2 separate regions of the Mus musculus genome follow, and region 2 is linked to region 1. A link is a contact called in public HiChIP or PLAC-seq data. All regions are on one chromosome and are shown on one strand. The core of a region is the stretch at or near the end of the contact, and the rest is flanking DNA. Distances in the headings are between cores, read along the strand shown. Region 1 holds the start of G3bp1 (GTPase activating protein (SH3 domain) binding protein 1). Region 2 has its middle 51 kb from the start of Fam114a2.

Region 1 (6,601 bases), core at 2,931-5,430:
TGTACAGGTGGACGTGCCAGCATTTTCTTTTTAAGATGGAGTCTCACGTAATCCAGGCTGGCCTGAACCCCGTAGCCCAAGATAACCCTGAGACCATTTTTCAAACACCAGAAGTACCTGGGGTTGTGGTTCAGTAAGAGTCAATTCGAAATGGGGTCCTGGTTTTAGTCTGCCACAGCAAATAACGGCCTAGTGACCAGAGAAACGCATTGCTTGTTGCCTTTTACACCTAAAATGCAGCACCCGCTAAAGAACAGCATTGCAAAGCCTTCCTGGGCTGCAGCTTTCTTCCCACTCAGTAATGCAGTAATGCAAGTAATGCAAGTAATGCAAGTATTCACCTGGCTAGCAGCTCGGCTTTCCCAAATAAAGTTGCACATTTTAAAAAAATAAAAATAAATAAAAAATAAAAACAAGTAGAGAATAGTAAATATTTCTAGCTAAGTAGAGAATAGTGAGTATTTCTAGCTAACAGCCAGTAGTTACCAGCTCCAAGTGGGGTGACAGCTGCTGACTCTAAATTTAACTCCTGAGGTTGGACGAAGGTTCTCCCGAGCTTGGGCAAAGGTTCCCCACTAACTGTGACAACTACAGGGGAAAGGGGACATTATTTCTTTCTCTCAAGACAGGGTCTTACTGTGTAGCTCTGGCTGGCCTGGAACTCACTATATAGACAAGGCTGGTGCCTGGAACTCAAGAGCTCTCCCTGTCTCTGCCTCGGAGTCCTGGAGTTAAAAAAAGTGCACCGCCACACCTAGCTTGATCTGCCTACTTGACAATTACCCCTCTCTAGGTCAGCAATGTAATATAAACTCTACAGCACACAACTCTACTTCAGCACTAGAACTTAAACTTGGTTTGGGTTACAAATTCAGTTTTCTATTAAACCTGTTACCTTGGACTAATTCATTAAAAAACCATATGCTAGCCGGGCAGTGGTGGTGCACGCCTTTAATCCCAGCACTTGGGAGGCAGAGATGGGAGGATTTCTGAGTTCAAGGCTAGCCTGGTCTACAGAGTGAGTTCCAGGACAACCAGGGCTACACAGAAAGACCTATCTCCAAGTGGGGAAAAAAAAGAAAAACCATATGCAAGTGTAAACCTTATTTAAAAAACCTAAAGCCCGAAAACAAAAACAAAAAAGCTGGGTTTGGTGGTACACACCTTTAATCCCAGCACTCGGGAGGCAGAGACAGGCGGATTTCTGAGTTCAAGGCCAGCCTGGTCTACAAAGTGAGTTCCAAGACAGTCAGGGCTATACAGAGAAACCCTGTCTCGAAAAACCGAAAACAAAACAAAACAAAAAACTTAAAGCTAACCTATGCCTTGTGCTTTCCATCGAGTTCAGAAATACAGGGAAGCCGGGCGTGGTGTCACACACCTTTAATCCCAGCACTTGGGAGGCAGAGGCAGGCGGATTTCTGAGTGCGAGGCCAGCCTGGTCTACAGAGTGAGTTCCAGGACAACCAGGGCTACACAGAGAAACCCTGTCTCAAAAAAACAAAACAAACAAACCAACAACAGAAATACAGGGAAGGGCTAGAGAGATGGCTCAGTGGTTAAGAGCACTGACTGCTCTTCTGAAGGTCCTGAGTTCAAATCCCAGCAACCACATGGTAGCTCACAACCATCCATGAGATCTGATGCCCTCTTCAGGGGTGTCTGAAGACAGCTACAGTGAACTTAGATATAATAATAAAATCTTTTTAAAAAAATACAGGAAAATCTAGTATATAAAAGATGACAATTTTGAAAAAAAAAAAAAGCCAACCTGCTTTCAAGCAGGGTCAAGAACAGACATTTCTAAAAATCTAATGCTCAGGCACTATACTGACAGCTGATAACTAAAAACCAGAATGTGAATTAAAAGAAAAGAAACTAGCCAGATGTGGTGGCGCACGCCTGTAATCCCAGCACTTGGGAGGCAGAGGCAGGCGGATTTCTGAGTTCAAGACCAGCCTGGTCTACAAAGTGAGTTCCAGGACAGCCAGGACTATACAGAGAAACCCTGTCTCGAGACAAAAAAAAAAAAAAAAAGAAAAAAGAAAAGAAAAGAAAAAGAAACTGCGCAGTGTAGTACCTGTTAGAACCTTAGCTCAAAAGACACCTCCACCAGCAGTAACCTCTGACCTGCTCGGAAGGGAGCAGCCAAGGCGGTCAGTCACTGCTTCAATTCACTGCTTTCTGACACTGAGCTAAGGAGTCAGTTTCTATCTATCCCTATCCTACTAAGCACCTGCCTGAGGCCAAGAGTCTTTTGAATGTGTGGGGATGAGATTAATAGCCATCCCCTTCAATTCGATCATTTCCCCTTGATATATCTGACCTCAGTAACACTACCTGGACTCAAACTTCCCAAGTTAGAAAGCAGGTCACTGCCTTATTTTAAAAGGTGATGAATTACTAACATTCGCCTACCCCTCCGTGCAGGTTAAGTAGAACCCGTTCCAAGGAAACAATGTTATATTCAGAAGCAAGGCAGTTAAATTCAGCATGCATCCCCACAGCGTTTGGTTCTTCGTTGCCACTTTGTTAAATGTCAGTGGTCTTTAACTTTTTGCAAGGATGTGCCCCTCAAGAACTAGTCCTGAAACTTCTGTTGTAGTCTTCGATGTGAAACATCTGCCATTTAACGTGCTTTCTAGCCAGGGGTTAAAGGCAATCCTCAGCATAGAAAGATAGGCTGACCACAGATCCTTGAAAATAGCTTTGCAACCCGTAGAAGTCAAACCAAGTAAGTACTAAAATAAATTACTCGGTTGGGCTTAGTGGAGGCACCTTAACTCTTGGCACCGAGAAGATTCTGAGATCCTCTTGAATTCCAGGCCAGGAAGGGCTCCACAGTAAGAATTTTTAAAAAAGGCAGTTGATCATCGATGGTTCGGCAGGAGACCTAATGGCTGTGCTTGCCAACAAACCCAATCGGTGACTGTGACCCACTGCACAATAACTGGACACTGGACACCATCCTCTCCCCAGCAATTTCAGATGTGACTTATTTTTGTGGCTCTGGTGACTGAACCCGGGGCTTCCTGTATTCCATGCCAAGTGCTCCACCTCTGCACTGAAGCCCGGGCCGGTCCTATCCAATTTCAAACTTTAACTTCAACTCTTGTAAGAATTTAAACACTTTGTTTCCTTGGACTTACGACCTTCTCAAACAAAGGTTTTTTTAATCTAAGTTTGTTCTGATTCACAACTAAAACATTCTAAGTTAAAAAGGGGTCTTGAAGAGTCAAGATCTAATGTCAGAGTTTGACTTCCTGTTGGCGGGAATTTCCCGTTACCTCGAGGTGCGTTTCGGACCTGCTGAGAGGCACACTCGATTACATTACACTCACTGTATTTTTCTCTATTTTTCCCAGAAGCTAACTTGGAGGCGCATCTATCTATCTATGTAAGTGCGAAGAAAGCTAAGTCTTCCTTTGTCATTCAAAACCCCACTCCTAATCTCTTCTCTGGAGTCCCCCACTGGCTCGCAGATGCCACCACGGGACTTCTTATACTGGGGTTTGCACCTCAGATTCAAGAGCTCAGTGGCCGATGGTGTCCCACAGCCACGTAGCCTGCACAGATGCCTGTCCTTTCCCTACAGAGGGCCTTGATTCCACCTCGTTCTCCTGTTGACTGGACCTACCTGATTGCACCCAGGTGACCGGGAAGGGCGGGAAAAAAGGGAACTCTCGGCATAGTGCAGGGGGAAACAGTGGGGGGATTGGAGAGATCACGTCTTGGCGTGGCTGTCTCTGCACCACTGAGCCCTTGAACCCGGGGTCGCGCGCCTCCGTTCTGCAACCCTGGGAGGCGCGATCACGCTCTCAGCTTGGGCTCCCCCAACCCCCATCCCCATATCCGAAGGCTTCCTTAGGGTCCAGGCCCAGCTATACCATCCGGAAGAGCCGGCGCGCGCCAGAGAATGCGCGTGGAGCACGCAGGGCCGGCCAGACGCGTGACGCCCGCCGTTGGTGCGGTGGACCACGCGCGGGCCCTAAAGCGCAGGCAGGAGGCCGCGCCGGCCGTTGGTGGGGGTGGGGACGCGCCGCGCGGTCTCCCGGGGCGCCCCGCTCGCGGCCGCAGCTCGGCTCATGCCCGGCCCGCATCCGATCAGCCCCACCCGCGGGCCCAAGTACCTGCGCGGCTGAGCGGGAGGACAGGGCTGCTACGTGGGAGGAGGTGGCGGCGTCCCTCGCGCGATGCCGCGGCACGCGTGCCCGCCGCCCGCTATATAGCCGCGCTCAGCCGAACCTGCTGCTCCCGGTCGCATGCAGGGACCAATGGCCGCCTCGCCACCGCGCCCCTTGGCTATGATTGGACAGCGTCTTTGTCTAGAGGCCGAGCTCCTGAGTGGCTGCCGCATCTGCCTATAACTGAAGGAGCTAGAGCCCAGATGGACACGAAACCTCGCCAATACTCAGATGGTCTATAAAAATGAGGGCGGGATGCACTGAGAGCGACACTCAGACAAGCCAATAGTTGCATGCACCCGTTCTCATTGGCTTACATTTCTTTTTCTGGGCGGAAACCCACTGTCCAGGCAGGAGCGGTTGATCCACAAGGTGGGGCCCGTGTACTTTGGGGAAGTAAACCCCATGCAACTAGGAGGTAGGCGCGGGCGGGGAGCAAGGAAGCCCCCAGCCAATCGCAACACCGAATGGAGCTGATTGACAGGGAGGGATGGCCCTCTCCAAAGGCAGCCCCAGGGCCGCCGTGCCCTCTGGAGCGGTTAAGAGGATGGACTAGCTGCGTCTTCCGTTCCCTTTCCTTTCTCTTCCTCTTAGGTTGAATCCTGTCCTCGAGGACCGGTCTCCCGCCTTCCCAGGCGACTCTGGTACCCGGGATCTAAGTAACAGTTTCCCGGGTTTTGTTTTTTTGGTTTGGTTTTTTTCTCTTCGCATCAAAACTTTTTTTGCATGCATTTCGGAAGAGCAGGAGCTGCTGACCCTTAGCATTACTCAGCACGAATGCAGTGGCGACCGAGGACAGCGAAACTGGCTTGGTCGGCACCCCAGAGCATACCGCGAGGCAGCCTCCCTGGCGTTTGGGAATGCTCTTGTTCCCGGGTGGCTTCCAAGCTGGCGTGCCCGGGTGGCTCCTGGACGTTTTCAGGTTTTCCAATCTTGTGATTGCAGAGACAACATCCCATCTTTGATCACCCTCTGGCTGGCGAAAGTTATAGGATGCGTCACCACCAGCCATTGTCACATGCTTTTCAAACTGAAATGGGAACTTTACCCAACTCCTAGGCAGACACGCCTAAGGTTCCCCCATAAAGGCTCCAGGGTCCAAATAGTAGTACCTCAGTCTGCTGCTGACCCCAACTCGGGGGGGTTTTGTGAGCCTTCTGGCCACCATGAGCATTTTATATTAAGAGCTGTGATCCAAATGCTAAACACAAACTAGACTAGTCTGTGTTCCCTGGAGGCAGGGAGAATTCCAGGCCATCCTGAGCTACACGAGTCCAAGGCCATTCTGAGTGACATGAAATCCTGAAAGCAAGCTAAACTCGCATTAATTTGTTTTGTTTCAGGGCTTTTCGAGGCAAGGTCTCCCCTTGTAGCCTATGCTGAGCTGGATTTACCATACCCTAGGCTGATCTCGAACTCGCCATCCTCCTGCCCTAACCTCTTAAATACCGAAAATACAGGTGTTAAAGTGTTACAGCGAGTTTCCAAAAGGAACACGTGCACAGTTCCCACGTGCAAAGGGAAAGGGCTCGCCCAGCCCAGGCTGGAAGGAAAAGGCAGCCAGGCAGAACCTGGAATCCGGAAGCCAGGAACCAAGAGACAGTGCAGTGCTCCAGCACTGGGTCAGAGCCTATCAACAGGCAGCTAGCATTGAGCCTCCAGTGGGAACCTCCTTCTAGGAACGCTTGGTAGGATTGCTAGCCCAACCAAGGAATGTGGGCTTTAATTTGGAGCTGTAGAGGCTTTGTTGGTTGGGTTTGTTTGTTTGTTTTTTCGAGACAGGGTTTCTCTGTATAGCCCTGGATGTCCTAGAACTCACTTTGTAGACCAGGCTGGCCTCAAACTCAGAAATCTGCCTGCCTCTGCCTCCCGAGTGCAGGGATTAAAGACGTGCACCACCACGCCCGGCTTGTTTGTTTGTTTTTAAAAACAGCCCTGGCTATCCTGGAACTTCTCTGTGCAAACCAGATGTCCTCTAACTCTGAGATCCCCTGCCTCTGCCTCCCGAATGCTGGAATTAAAGGGATGAGACCCCACACCCATCTGGAAGGCTTTTTTGTTTTGTTTTGTTTTTTTGTTTTTGTTAATAAACCAGGAGATTTGAGATTCGTATTGGGTTTTGCAGGGGAAAAAAATTGTAATACCTTATTCAGAGAGCTTTGGCAGATTTTCACAAGAATTCTTTTCAATACAATACCAGTGTTCCCCGCTGGCTTTGCTCGCTGGCTCTCTCTCTCTCTCTCTCTCTCTCTCTCTCTCTCTCTCTCTCCATATTGTTTGTTTAAGTAATAACATAATCACAGCCTGGAACTCATAAACACCCTCCCCATTCTGCCTCAGCTGGAATTAAAGCAGTGCACCGCCAAAACTAGCTTTTAAAACACTATTTTAAAGATTTTTTTTTATTATTTATTTAT
Region 2 (6,601 bases), core at 1,606-4,105, 2.0 Mb before region 1:
GGCTGAGGAGAAGAATGTAGGCTCTTCTGTGTCCAAGTGACATGCTCGGTGCACGTTTTTTTTTTTGCTCCATTTAATTTATGACATTATCTGTTCCCAATGTTTTTCTGTTTAGTTTTTGTCCCATCCCTTGTCTGTTGGAAGGAGTGAGGTATCAAAGTCCCCCACTTTCACTGTGACCTGAGTTCTAATAGTGGGTTGTTGCTGTATTTCTTTCTTTCTTTCTTGAGACAAGGCTTCTCTGTTTAGTCCTGGCTGTCCTGGAACTTGCTCTGTAGACCAGGCTGGCCTCGAACTCTGAGATCTCCCTTCCTCTGCTTCCCAAGTGCTGGGATTAAAGGTGTGCACCGCCAGCGCCTGGTTAAGAATGAGACTGGGCTGACTCTGCCCCACAGTCTCCATTGTGGTGGGGATGGCTTAGTGTCAGGAGCTGCTTGTGATTGCGGTTCCAGGAGTGTGATGCTGATTGGTCAAACCTAGGTGAGTCAGGAAGCAGGAATAGACCAATGAGGTGCTCCGCTGGCTCCCCTCCCCCTTTTTTATTCACTTTGGCAGACCAGTTTGTGGAGGGGTGCCACTGACTTCCAGGGCAGGTCTCCCCTGCCTTGCAGTTAAACCTCTCTGAAAACTCCCTGCTCTCTGAAAACTTCCTGGCAGAGACGTTCAAAGGTGTCTGTCACCAGTGCCCAAGGCATTTCTAAATACAGTCATGTTTACAGTAACAGTAGCCCAACCACAGCTAGGTTGGGATGTGAGCTAACAGCTTCTTGGGGTCTTAACTGCTGGGCACTGTGACCAGGCGTCGAAGTCTATACTCTGGTATGGAACTTTCTTTGAGCAAACACTGTCTGAATTCATACAACAGTAACTAACGCAGGGGCATTGTGGGGGGCGGGGGGAGCTCCCTGAAGAAGCTGAGAGACAAGCTGATCTTCCCAGAGCTGGAGAATGTTCACAAGTGTTCAAGAGAAGGGACGAGAACTGGTGTGGCAGGGGGTGGGGTGGGGGTAGGGATCAATGAAGGTATGAGAACCGGTTGGATCTGTTCCAGTGCTCGGGGATCCAGAGGAGGTAGAGGTACTTCTGTGAGAAGACAGCACGCCCCAGGGAACTTATGATGCCATTAGGGGGTACAGTTTCAGTGTTCCCTGTGCCCTGGACCCTCTAGAAGTAGTCTGAGAAAACTCCCCACTCTACCTCTTTGCCCACCCCCCCTCACACCACGAGACTCCGTTGACTTCATGTCTCCTAAGCCTCTTTTTCTCAAGGAGCATGTGAGGAGCAGGTACGTTACTCACCTGGTCAGCAGCCTCTCGTGTCAAATCGGCATTATTTCTCATTAGCATGATGTCACCCGGCTTACCAGACAGGACTCTTAGCCCCTTGCCTGTACAGGAAAAAGGAGACTTAGAGAGACGCCAAGAACCTCTGCCTGGTGCCCTGGTCCTGTTGTGGGAACTCGTGAACCCTGATGGGCACGAGAAATCACGTGGGAATGAGGTCTTTGTCACAGTGCAGATGCCAGTGACATACTCAGAAGGGCCTAAGCACCTGCTTCTGTGACAAGCACCCAGGAGTGATGATGTAGTCAGCGTGGGGACTCCATACTGAGGTTCACCTTGAAGATCAGTGGGTGTGACGGGAGAGACACTTTCATGGATCTCACAATTTAGTCATGGATTTAATGTTCATTCTTACTCCCAAACGAGGCAGTATTATTTGTTTTTTTTTTTTAAAAGGCCTTGTTTTTAATTGTATAAATGCACTTATATCTATAGGTGATATATGCATATTGAGTGCAATACCTGCAAAAATCAGAAGAGGGCGCCAGATTCTGTGTCCATGGTGTTACAGGGAATTGTGAGAGCCCTGATGTGGGTGCTGGGATCCGAACTAGGATCCTCAAACACTCTCAATCTTTGACATGCTCCTAACATTTCTCCAGCCCCTTGTCTTTTATTTTATATGAGCCCACAACCAAGACTTTGGAGATTTAAATAGACTTTTGTAGCAATGGAAGTTTTAAAGACTTGGGGGTGGGGGATTTTTTGGAATTGAATTGTATTTTATATTATGATTTTAACATGTTACTTTGGGGACAAGGGATGGAAAGTTATGGCTTAAAGTGACATGCTTGTGGGTCAAGTTGACAAAGGACAGATCATGCTGGTTAGTTTTTAACTGGTAACTTGACACAAAGTGGAGTCACCTGGGAAGAGAGTTTTAATGACTCTTATCTAGATGTTGACCTGTGGGCACGTCTCTGGGGACTGCCTAGATCATCTGATATAGGAAGACACAGTCTGTTGTGGGCGGCACCATTCCCTAAGCAGAGCAATCAAGCAAGGATCTGTGTGTTTATTCTCTCCCGCTCTCAACTGTGGGCGTAGTGCTTAAAGTTCCTGTCTTAACTTCCTCACAATAATTTAACCTGGAATCTTAAGCCAAATGAATTTTTTTTTGTCCCTAAGGTGCTTTTTATTGAATGTTTTATTACAACAGAAACAAAACTAGAATAGAAGTTTCCTGGACCAGAAAATGGTGGCCTGGGAAGCTAAGCAGTGTGCAACTGATATGTTTAAAAGTAGGGACATGAACCAGGGTTTCATACCTCTAGAATCCCAGTACATCCCTAAGCCTTTCCGTTGATCACACCCCCATCTCTGGGGCTCCGGTCTGTGTCCAGTCTTCTGGGATTAAAGGTTTATTTTTTTATCCGGGCCAGCTGGGAAGGCACCTTCTTGCAAAGCTCCTTTCTGGCCAGCAGGTGGCAGTGCTGCCCCAAGGATATGGCCTAGACGGCTAGCTAGAGCTGCTCCTAGTATCTTTTGTCTGCACAGGGGTCCGCTCTCCTCTCCGGAGCCTTCAATGTGCCTGCTGAGCTGGGGCTGCTCATTTCCTTTCTCTCCTGGCTGTAATGCCTCATAACTTCGGATCCTTAGAGCCATTTACGATAGATTCAGATGCAGCCTGCAGCTAGAGTTTCTAAGCACAATGCTTTTCTGAGTTAGGTGCGGTCCTCTTGCCTATCTGCTCAGAAGAGGAACCTTGGGGCTTCCAGAGGCTCGAGAGGTCATGGAACAGGGGAATGCCAAGGAGCAGGGGAAGAGGCAGAGCCTGGTAGGAGCCTAGCAGTTGTGGCGCTGGAATCCATAGATGGGAGGGATTCATTCTGAGGAAGTCGAGGCAGAGCCGGAAGGGGACCAGGGCTTGTAACTCTGGACCTTGTATAACTTGTTATCACCAGGGTCTGTGATAGGAAGTCCCCGCCTCCTTCCTACACCCCCCAGGTACTGGTTCCCCACAGAATGACTGACTCTTAAGTGTTGTGTTCAGCTCAGATATGGCTGTGCAAATCTTGCCCAGCCTGGCGTTCTGCTGGGACCAGAGACTTCCTTCTTCATGATGGAACTCTGTCACAACGCATGGTGACTCCTCGTGATAAGGGAGAAGTGGGGTGCCTTTAAGTAACACGAAGCCTTCCTTTCTCTGGGGGCAGCGGCGGCGGGGGGCGGGGGGGGGTTAAACCCAGTAGATGGGATACTAGGTGCTCAGTTACACAAAACCGCCACTTGGTCGATGGCCTCAGGGTTCCTGTCTCTCAAATTCGAAGAACGAAATTCATGGAGAAATGCTGAGTTTAGAAAGAGTCTTATTACGGATTCATGGGTAGGAACTTAAGAAAGGAGATGGAGTTACTTGACGGTAGGAGACCCGCACATGGGACACCATCCAGCTGATAGTCCAGTGCTGTTGCTTTTTTTGTTTTTGTTTTTAAATGTTTAATAGGATTTATGGCAGAGACTGGGTTAAGCCATGAAGAGGAGGATGAGCCGGTCACGTCAAGGTAATCGGGTGTCTGTTCTCTGCTTGGGGTGGTCAATTATCCATCATAGAAAGAGAAGAAAGAGATAACAGGACCAAGATGGCTACCCTCTGGCATTCCAGGCCTCCAGAAGACAGAACAGGACCAAGAAGAATGTTCGTGACTTCTGTCCAAAGACATAAATTAGGATAGTTTACTTTTGGGGTCCATGCCTTTGAAAACAATTTCCATCCTCTGACCTTATCCCTAGGAGGGACTGGCACAGATGGGTTCGGTTTGTACTTGTGACATGCATGTCTGAGCTACTTTGTCTCACCAGGCCTGGCACTAGATTTGGCTGCTGCGGGGCACTACCAGCAGGCTCTGCCTCCTTGGGTCCTCTAACCCTGCTGGGCAACACGTTTGCTCTCCGCTTGTTCTTCGTCGGTCCAGGCTGGTCTGTTATCTATCATGCCCCATTCCATGTGGAGAGAGCCCAGGGAACAAGCTCTTCTGCATAGTGTGGAGCCCAAGGTTGAGAGCAAAGTAAGTCGTTTATGAAAACAGCCCTCCACCGTGTTATCCAAGCAGCGTGTATTCATTGCTACAAAATTGAGAATATGTGAAAGGAAGAAAATTAAAACCACCTCCATAACAATAGAATCTTTTTCTACAGTGATATTTTAATGGAATTGAATTTTTCTCATTCTCTTTTTATTGTACAAGAAATACATATTTCTCAACAGGGTTATGAAGTGGCATTTCCAGGGGATTAATTTTATTTGGTCTTACACGATTTTTTTTATATTTGTAGAATAAAAAAATTTTAATTTATCTGGGTTACCACATCATGAACCTGTCAATAATTCTGTGAGAGATTGCAATAGCCACCTCTGTCTTTTGAGGACCTACTATGTGCGAGCAGTTTTTACATGACTGTAACTTTATGGAGGGATGATTTATATCTCATAGAATTAACTTGTTTAGACCCATTAATCACTATAATTTGAAGATGGCTAGAAGGCTGGGAAGGTAGTTCTGGGGTCACTCCTCACGTCCTAGTGACATGTGATCCAAAGACCTAAGACACTGGGCAGTCACCGTCATCAGAGTCCAGGCTGGGACAGTGATTTTGAGCTCACTGAAAACTCTGTGATTGTGTGCAAAGTGGAAGCAGGCTGTATTAACAATTATCATGGAAAGTGAGACATTAGGGGACGGTAAGAGAGTTGGGAGGGGTTCCCAAGGGAGGGAAAGGCTGTTGACTTTCCTTGCCAATGGTTTTCATAGGACTGTGGTGAAAACCCAGACAAAGGTTGAATGATCTCTACTGAAATCGGGTAGAGCCAACGGAGGGCCGTACACTCTACTTGTGTCCCTTAGGCCAACCAGGGAGATGGTCAGATGCTGCCCAGCCAGCTAGGGGAAGTTCCCATCCCTGCCTCGTCCCTCAGCCCGCAACAAGTAAACCAAAGGCCCACGTGCCGGCGCCTAGATTGTGGGTGGGAGGATAGGATGTGGTGGGAACGGCTCACCAATAGGAGGGTGGTGGTGGTGGTGGGGGGCCGATCGTTTCCTTGGTGACTGGTAACAGGCACTCACAGGAATCTACAGGCATTTATGGCCTTGCTCTCAGAAGAGTGCTGACTCTCCTGTTCAGTTAGAGGCGCCACCACTGGTGGAATGGGGAGAGGCAAGCCCGGGCAGAGGAGGCGGGGCTTGACCTGGGACTGGGCTTTTTGAGTCAGTGATCTGAAGTCAGTGCGGATACTGGAGTCTGCACTGGCACACGGAGCTCCCAGGGAGAGCTGTTCTCTATTAGTTTTCTCTGGGAAAATCTTTAGTTTTGTTGCTGGTCTCCCAGTTAGGGCTGCACAGTGGATGACCTGGATCACCAGGTGTCACCTGGTCTGCTCCAGTACCCTTCAGCTCCCAATCATCATAACATCCCAGAAGCTAGTGCCAATAACTGTCTGCTTTGAGCCTAGGGAGTCATGTGGTCTTTGTGGCATAGAGCAGGTAACTCAAGGCTGAGCCCCAAAGGCCTGTCCTAGGAACAGTGTTTCAGCACAGCATGTGCAATGGCCCTGAGGCAGGAAAAGATTTCCTAGGTCTTAGAACTCTGAGTAACGATTGTTCAAGGTGGATACCACCGTAGGCGGCAAAGAGCTTTTAGGACTCACTAGAAAGAGTTCCCAGCCGGGCTTCTGGGATTGTGAGTCTGAGGGATGAGTTGTTAAGGATACACAGGGCATGACATTCTTCCCAGGCTTCTATGCCCCGAGGCTGATGTGGCTCCTGAGAGGTGGGGAAGTCACTGGGCACCGCCCACTGCCTATACTGGCCATTTTCTAATGTTGAGTATCCCAGACTCAGAAAGGCAAATGTTTCATCTCATGTATAGAATTATGTACATGTAGAATTGCATATATAAAACACAACCACGGGCTCTTGAGTGACTTCCAGCTTGGCATGCACTTGGAATGTAATGGACGTTTTCATCAGGAGCTGCTTGGCACTTGTACCCTTGCCTGCCATCCTGCTCAGCGTGGATTCGTTCTCAGCCCAGAGTGTGTAGCATCAGAGTGCCAGCTGGGAAATTTCTAGTGCTGCAGGTTATGTCTGTCCTATTTATTTATTTATTTATTTATTTATTTATTTATTTATTTATTGTAGTGCTAAGGACAAAACCCAGGACATCACCGATGCCAGGCAAGTGCTCTACCACTGAGCTATACCCAGGCTATATTTGTCATTAGTGCTTTTAAAAGCTACCATTACCATAAAAAAAAAAGA

What was found. HiChIP or PLAC-seq counts read pairs in DNA pulled down with a chosen protein or histone mark.
Region 2: a contact with region 1 is called in an H3K4me3 HiChIP or PLAC-seq map of forebrain, with 14 times the contacts expected there. The contact joins the enhancer-like site here to the promoter of G3bp1 in region 1. A contact is called at or near these places in 1 of 39 promoter capture datasets (embryonic stem cells) and 6 of 115 datasets of contacts at active chromatin or transcription factors (astrocytes, embryonic hindbrain, embryonic midbrain and 3 more).

Annotation. Positions count from the first base shown.
Region 1 is chr11:55,467,331-55,473,931 of GRCm38.p6, reverse strand. It overlaps G3bp1 (GTPase activating protein (SH3 domain) binding protein 1), which reads right to left and starts at 4,180. Exons shown (of 12, transcript NM_013716.2): 1 at 4,131-4,180.
Region 2 is chr11:57,464,130-57,470,730 of GRCm38.p6, reverse strand. No RefSeq gene overlaps it. Among named protein-coding and RNA genes, the nearest start is that of Fam114a2, 51 kb to the left of the region's middle. Within about 2 kb of position 2,855, at least 29 of the 459 cell types and tissues checked have an H3K27ac peak or open chromatin away from gene starts, as enhancers often do. A contact at or near this core is called in forebrain, where this site is marked.